2 separate regions of the Ovis aries genome follow, and region 1 is linked to region 2. Evidence: chromatin contacts called from public Hi-C data. All regions are on one chromosome and are shown on one strand. Each heading gives the region's core, a stretch centred on a gene start, on an enhancer-like site or on the middle of the called end of the contact. The rest is flanking DNA. Distances are from core to core; before and after follow the strand shown.

Region 1 (3,964 bases), core at 966-3,465, 220 kb after region 2:
CTGGGAAGCCCTCTCATCTACCCCCACAAATGCTGGCAGAAGCTGAGATCTAAAGCAGCCTGCCAGCCTCCCCAGCAGAGAACAGTATACCTATAAGCATAGCAACCATATATAGCTTGTATTTGACAGGACTCTCCTCCACTGAACCAACAAAAATGCTGCTGAAATTCTAATACAGTGGCTTCTCAGACTTGTTCCCTGAAGTGTCACAGAAATACGCCATTAGAGAATGTGTCTCAAATTTTGCTTCAAATAATATGCTGATAAGAGACCAGACTTCCCAAGTGGCTCAGTGGTAAAGAATCCATCTGCCAGATCAGGAGATAACAGGAGATATGGATTCTGTCCCTGGGTCAGGAAGCTCCCCAGGAGGAGGGCATGGCAACCCACTCCAGTATGTTTGCCTGGGAAATCCCACAGACAGAAGAGCCTGGCGGGTTACAGTCCATGGGGTTGCAAAGAGTTGGACACAACTTAGCAACTGCATGCTCACAAAGAGACATCAAAAGGTTGGACATTTACTGACCTTCAGAGATATTTCTTGAACCTGCAAACTGTGGGCCCCAGGCCCAGCCTTGGCCCTGCCCCCCGATACCCTCCAAGGCCCCGTGATCAGGGCTGTGCCTGAGCGTTCTGGGATCTGTACCCTCCGCCCCACCCTGACTCCAGACCCCACTTATCCCAGGCTGCTAACACAGTGAGCCTCTTCACACCTTCCTGCCAGGCCCTCTGTGGTCCTCCCCTGCTCCTGCTGGGAGGGTCCCTGTCCTCTGGCTGGTTCTTTAGATGGCCTCTCATACCCTCTCATACCAGCCGGTGCCGCTCATTCCCTGTGGGAAGCCTGAGCTCAGAGCACTTGCTGTCTTTGATCAAACTCCCCCTGCCCGCACCCACCCGGCAGGGACACAAGCATAAGTGTGCATGTGGCTCCTGGTTGGAGGCGGTTCTTCCTGGAAACCTGCAGCCCATCAGTCCTTCCCACCTCCCCGACACCCCAGAAGGACCCTCATTCCCCGACCTCCGCCGTCCTGTCTGCACAGCCTGGTGTCGCAGACAGATTTCCGAGGCAGGGTCAGTCCAAGCAAGGCACCATCCGGCCTGTGCGTCTGCGGCCGGCCCCCCTCCCCCACCTCACTCTCTCCCACCGCCCCTCTCCCAGGGCACCCTGCAGAAGTTCGTGGACGACTTGTTTGAGACCTTGTTCAGCACTGTGCACCGGGGCAGCGCGCTCCCCCTGGCCATCAAGTACATGTTCGATTTCCTGGATGAGCAGGCAGACAGACACAGCATCCATGACACAGACGTGCGGCACACTTGGAAGAGCAACTGGTAAACCCCTCGGGCAGCCCAGGGCGGGCTGCAGCCTGGCAAGGCCAGGACCAGGGCGTGGGGGCGTGGGGTAGGGCCCAGCAGAGACCAGGGCGTGGGGGCGTGGGGTAGGGCCCAGCAGGGACCAGGGAGATGGGGGGGTAGAACCTGTTCTCTGCTGTGGCTGGGTAATCCAAGGCTCCTAGGACATATGCTCCACAGACCTGATGTGTGCCCCAGGCGCAAGGCAGGGCCCTCCCGGCACAGGGCCCAGCACCAGGACACACACACACTGGAGCTCCTGCCCTTTCAGGCCGAGACCCTTCCCCAGGCCACACCTCCTTCTCTCTGACTTGTGGTTCTCAGGAAAGGGAGCCGGGGGGAACCCACACACAGAGCCACATCCCAGACGACTGAGCAGCGGGCCAGGCAGCATGGGGCCTCCCGAGCACAGCAGATCTTGGGCACGTCCTGGCACGAGGAGAGCCCTGCATTAAACTCAGACCCCTGGGGAGGCTGGCCAGTGCTGGGGGAGAGCTTGCACCTGCCGTGAACTTGAGCTCACCAATGAGCGAAGGCTGTTGCACACGCGACCCCTTAAGGCCCGGCTCCGTGGCTCTCAGGAAGCCGCAGGCAGGAGGTCCCATGGGCCTGACTCCGTCCCCGGAGGGGCCCTCCCTGGGCAGACCCAGCAGAGGGAGAGACGGCTCCCCAAGGCCCTTCGCACAAGACGTCTCTCTGCTGGGTTTTGAACCTGGATCTCAGACCACTCTGAAGACAGGCCCTCATGTCCCGCCAGGCCTGGCCAAGAGCCAGAGCACAGACCTTCCCTCAGGAGGGAGCAGAGAGAGGGCAGAGAGGAGGGCCAGGCCTGGAGTTGGGCAGGCCGCCCACACAGCTGTCTGGACTCAGCCCTTACCTCGGAAAACAGAGCCGGCACAGATGGGCCCCGGCTGTTATTTAGGAATCCAAAGTCCTAGCAACCAGCCAAACACTGGGGGAAAACCCGGCCTCGGACCCCACCTATTCCTCCCTTTCCGGGGTGTTGTGGCTGCCAAGCCCTCCAGAGGCCACAGCTTTTGATCACAGCAGAGCGAAGCGAAGAGGTCTGGTGGTCTCGGGGCGTGGAGCCCCCCAGGGCAGGCCCCTGAGACCGGCCTTCCATCCGCATTCCCAGGGCCCGTGCTGTGGCTCTGCCGTGGCTTTGGAGCTCCCCTCCACCGCCACCCCCAGGCCGGCCCGGAAATCAAGAGAAAGTTCTGGATTGTCCTCCTCCCCGTGCCTGCTGTATCTGGGCAAGTCATAGAAACGCCCTCCCCTGGATTTGTGGCAGGGACAGCCCTCTTAGCCAGACCTCAGATACCTAATGTCCAAGGAGAGAACACTGGAAGGTTTCAGAGCTGCTGGGAAAGGGAGAGTGGACCAGAGGAGCCACCTCTTCACCCAGGCCGCCCCCTCCAGGTTAAATGAAGGATCCCTCGTTTCACTGCAAAGATAGGCGGAAGTCCTAATGGAAGGCCTTGGATCTGGGCAAAGCTGATCTTTCCCAACACTTGGCATGGGCCGTGGAGACATTTGGGAAGGTCTGGGGTCCAGGAGATTCAAGAGACAAGGAAGGAGAGAGGGGAGGTCAGCCCAGAGGACAAATGGGGACAGAGCTCACTGCAGAGAGGAGCCCAAAGAGTTAAGGGCCAGCGGGCGGCTGGAGAGGAGGCCAAGTTGGAAAAGGCCACAGAAACAGCAGCTGTTCTGGTTTTGAAGGGGAATAAATGGGCTTATCCTCCTCACGGCCAAAGGAGCAGAGAAAACGCATTCTCCTCCGATTATAAATTCCCCGAGTCGCAGAAAGAATTCTCCTAACGACTGATCAGTTGCTCTCAGGGTGGGAAAAACGCAGCGCCCCAGCGAGTCATTCCCAGCGTGCCAACAATGGCCTCCTCTTCTGCCTCTGCCCCTGCCCGGAGCTGAGAACGCCCTGGGGAGCGCCCTGAAAGAGCTGTTCCCAGGGGAGCCCATTCCTCCGCCCAGCGTGGCGGGGCCAGCCCTGGGAAGCGGCCAGCCAGCCTGGCTGGGCGGGGAACCCAGGTGGGGCCTTTGTGCCCACTCCGAGGCTGGGGCTGCCGCCCCGTCCTTCCGGACAATGGCCGCAGTCACCAGGAAGGGGCCTCTGGGAGCCTGGGGGCTTTGTCTGGGGCTCTGAGAAAGCGGTGCAGGGCCTCTAGACTTAGGCTCCCCCAGGAGCACAGGAGTCTTTGGAAAAGACCTCCAGGAGGAAGTAAAGCCACCCCATGCCCACCTCGGAGCAGTTGTAGCACGAGGTCAGCGCCTCCCGTTAGGGCACAATGGGGCTCCTTCTCTTCCAGCATCAGTCAAAGCTAAGGCTTAATTCGCAGCCCTGGCTGGACCAGTTGTCTGTGATTCCGTTCCCTTGCCCTTCAGAGAGAATTTTGCATTTGTGGGGTTGGAAGGAATATTAGTGGATGGCACGGGGCCGGGCCCAGACGCAGCCCTCAGAGACCCCTCTGCCCTCTCCTCCAGCCTCCCTCTGCGCTTCTGGGTGAATGTGATCAAGAACCCCCAGTTTGTATTTGACATCCACAAGGGCAGCATCACGGACGCCTGCCTCTCCGTGGTGGCCCAGACCTTCATGGACTCT
Region 2 (3,591 bases), core at 878-3,377:
AGGAAAAACCCTGATGCTGGGAAATATTGAAGGCAGGAGAAGGGGACAACAGAGGATGAGATGGTCGGATGGCATCACCAACTCAGTGGACATGAGTTTGAGCAAGATCTGGGAGATGATGAAGGACCGGGAAGCCTGGCGTGCTGTCCATGGGGGTGAAAAGAGTCGGACACGACTGAGCGACTGAACAACAGCGAAAAAAAAAGAGAGAGAGAGAGAGAGAGAGAGAGAGATGGAACCTCCTCCAGAGTCACGCGCACTTCATTAGAGAACCAGAAGGTCCTAATTTTCAGCTTCAAGCTTTATCAGTTAGGTATTTCCAAGCCTACCACTGCCTATCCTGGGTTGAGCTGACCGGACCCATGCTCCATGTATCAAACAAATAAAGATATTTTCCAAAATCTTCTAGCATCTTCTTCAAATCATATTCCTTGATAAATTGTGGTTTATATTCAGTCTAACCAAAGTTAAGACAGTAGGCAAGGCTGTCTGGATGGAGAGACAAGATCAACTTATAAAAAGAAATAAATAATAATGTAGAGTAACTTATGATAATTGCCTGGAGGACTACCAACAATAAATACTAAAGAAGTTCAAAGAAAAGAGCAGGTATGGATCAGGAAAGACAGCTTAAACAAATTCTTTGTAGCTGCACAGGACATTGCAAAGAATAACCAGTGAAAGTCACAAGAAGACAAATTTCAGCTAATTAACAGTGAGAAAAGAACTTTTGAGAAATGAGCTAATTTCTGTGGATGAAGTAAATATTACGTTTCCCCCAGAATACTTTACTTAATTCAGGGGGTGATTGCACAACATAACAGGTGAGTCTACATTTATTTCTCTCTCTCTCTCTCTCTTTTTTTTTTCTTGTTCTTTAAGGCCCCTGCTGCGCTAAGAATTACGTGTGATTTCTTTTAGGGTTTCTTGTGATTTTTTTTTCTTTCCCCTTCTCTTTTCTTTATACCACTGAGGCCTGTGGCCACGAGAGGGCAGTAGACGGAGCTTATCGGAACACTCAGACGTACTGAGTAAACTCGCGTGTGCTCTGATCGCCAACAGGGCCTAGGCAGATCCTGCGAAGTCGCTGGGGTCCAGCTCGCAGGCCTGTTTCGCAAAGCCGCGTGCAGAGGCTGCGGGGGAACCGAGATTCTACAGGACGTGGAAGCAAGCAAGTTAAGGCATCGAGGCACTGCCATCCGGAATCCAGGCGCCTCTCACCTTAGTGTATTAGAACAAGTTATGTACCTCTCTGATTCCCCTGCCAGGGAGGCTTCCTGGGTCTGGACATAGAAAGCTCCCAGCTGGTCTCAGCCTCCCTCACTTGCCAGATGCCCAGGGTCTCTAACCAGAGTCCAAAACTTGCAATTCAGAGCAAGGCTCGTCTTCACATAATAAAAATGGTAATTAAAAAAAACAAAAAACAAAAAACTTCAAACCTCATTTGACAGCTTGTTGGCTTTCTGAGATTCACGAGCAGACGGAATCTGCTTGCACAAATTCCGAGAGCCCCCTTCTTAACCTCATCAGCCAAAGGTCGGTCTCCCCCCCCCCAACGCACCCCTCAAATTAAAGACGAAGAGGGGCTGTGCAGTATGCGCGCGGTGACAGGTGATGCTGGCGGGGTGGGGGGGGTTGTGCCCACGTCCCCACTGACCTCACCCACCCACTCCGCTTCAGTCCTGAGCTCCCCACGCCCTGCGGGGCTCGGCGAGGCCCCCACCCGAATTCCCAGGCCCCAGCACGATTGGCGTGCCCACCCCCCGCACCCCCCTCCCCCAAAGCAATCCTGCTTTGGCCACTTAAGGTGGCTGGCGGGTCCGGGCTGGAGTTGGGCGCCGAGCAGAGAGCGGGGCGGCCTCCCCCGGCCCAAGCTGGTCGTCCTTTGTTGACAGCTGGCAGAGGAGGAGGTCCGGGGGTGGGGGTGGAGAGGGGGGTGGCGGGGGGTGGGGAAGGGGCAGGGGGCTGGCTGCAGAGGGCGGTGCCAGCGGCGGGCGCGGCCCCCGTCCGGGCGGGCGCGGCCGGCAGGGAGGGGGTTAAGGCGCGCGGCCTCTATGATAATGAGCCGCCTGGTAATATAGGGGGGCCGGCGCTCAGGGCCCTGCCGCCGCCGCCGCCGCGGGAGCCGAGCCGCCGGGCGCAGCGCCGTCCGCGCCAGACTGGAGCGGGAGCGCGGCCGAACGCAGTTGCTGGGAATTTTTCAGCCGAGAGGGCAGGCGATCCAGACACAGGGACCCCGCGATCCAGACAGGGACCCCGCGCGAGCTCGGGAGCCGTGGGGAGCCCGGGGGCTGCCGGAGCGAGCGGAGCCAACCTCGAAATAGACCCGGAGAGCGAGGTTCCCGGAGGAAATGGGACTGTGAACGAACCCGGGGAGCGAGAAGGGAAGGAAGCGCCGCGACTGCTGATGTCAGAGGAGCCCGGAAAGTCGCGCTGGAAAAAATCTGAAGACAGCCGGGGCTCTGCTGCTTCCCGAGGAGAGACCACCGCCAGCCGCCACCGCCGCCGCCGCCCCCCCTACGCCCCCTCGGCGCCTCCCGGTTCTCCCCGCGAGCCGGCCGCCGCGCCCGGCGGGGCTGCCACCGGGCGGCGGAGGACGGAGGGGCTCGCGGGCCGGAGACCGAGGGGCCACTTCAGGAATACAGATAAGTGGCTGGTGGCTTGACGTGGATTTTAATGAGTCTGGACCCCATGTGGATGCGGCCGCCCGCGTGATCGCGAGCCGTGGGCCAGCCGGAGGGGCAGGCAGCGCGCCGGCCTCGGGAGCCGGCGGCCGAAGCAGCCGGACCGGGGACGGAAGGACAGACCGACATCTCCGAGCTGGGTAAGCGGCGCCCGAGGCAGGGCGCTCGGAGTCCGCGGCGCCTGCCCGCCGCCCGATCCTCCCGAAGCGCGCTCGCCCCGCGGCGGCTTCCCCGGCGCCCCGCCTCCGCGGGGTCCCAGCCCCGAGCGCCCGGGCTCGGCTGCAGCCGGCGAGTCCCCGCCCCGGGCCGGCCACTTTCGCGGGCCGGAGCGCGGCGCCCGCGCGCGCGTGTGTGTGCGGGCTTCACTCGGTGCGGCCGCCTCCCTCTCCGCTTCCCCGCCGGCGCCCCGCTTCCCCGACCGGCTGCTGGCGGGCGGCGCTCCTCCGCGCGCCTCCACGGCGCACCTGCCGGCGAGCTGCGGCTCCGGGCAGCGCGGGGGTGGCGGGTCTGTCCCGAGAGCTGCAGCCCCAAGCGGGCCTACCCGGACACCGCACCCGCAGGAAAGCCGGGTCCACGGTGGCCGCCGCTCGACTGGGGGCGGGGGGGAGGGCGGCGTTCACTCTGGAGCCCAGAGACCCTGGAGGCCACTGGCGGTTCTTCGGAGCAGGGGACTCAGGAATCCTAGGCGCAGCTTCCCGAGGCTCAGGGAAGGAGTCCAAGGCACGGAATGGGACAAGTGCTCTGGGCGCCCTGGCGGTGAAGCGCCCATCCCCGCCACCCGCCCCCCCCCCCCCCCCCCCGCCCAGGTCTGAGCTGCAGGAGAGGGTCGGGGGGCTGAAGGATGAGCTTATTTCGGGTCTGAGAGGCCCCTTATAAGCCACTTTAGGATATTTCTCTCCTTCGGCAT

What was found. A called contact is a pair of places that touch in the nucleus more often than the background predicts.
Region 1: a Hi-C map of hypothalamus shows a contact between it and region 2, with 4 times the contacts expected there. The contact joins the enhancer-like site here to the promoter of PLXNA2 in region 2. A contact is called at or near these places in 4 of 16 Hi-C or Micro-C datasets (hypothalamus, muscle, retroperitoneal adipose tissue and 1 more).

What each region holds. Positions count from the first base shown.
Region 1 is chr12:74,771,621-74,775,584 of ARS-UI_Ramb_v3.0, forward strand. It overlaps PLXNA2 (plexin A2), which reads left to right. Exons shown (of 32, transcript XM_027975987.2): 29 at 1,160-1,329; 30 at 3,847-3,964. Among named protein-coding and RNA genes, the nearest start is that of CD34, 120 kb to the right of the region's middle. Within about 2 kb of position 2,216, at least 9 of the 54 cell types and tissues checked have an H3K27ac peak or open chromatin away from gene starts, as enhancers often do. A contact at or near this core is called in hypothalamus, where this site is marked.
Region 2 is chr12:74,548,448-74,552,038 of ARS-UI_Ramb_v3.0, forward strand. It overlaps PLXNA2 (plexin A2), which reads left to right and starts at 2,128. Exons shown (of 32, transcript XM_027975987.2): 1 at 2,128-2,824.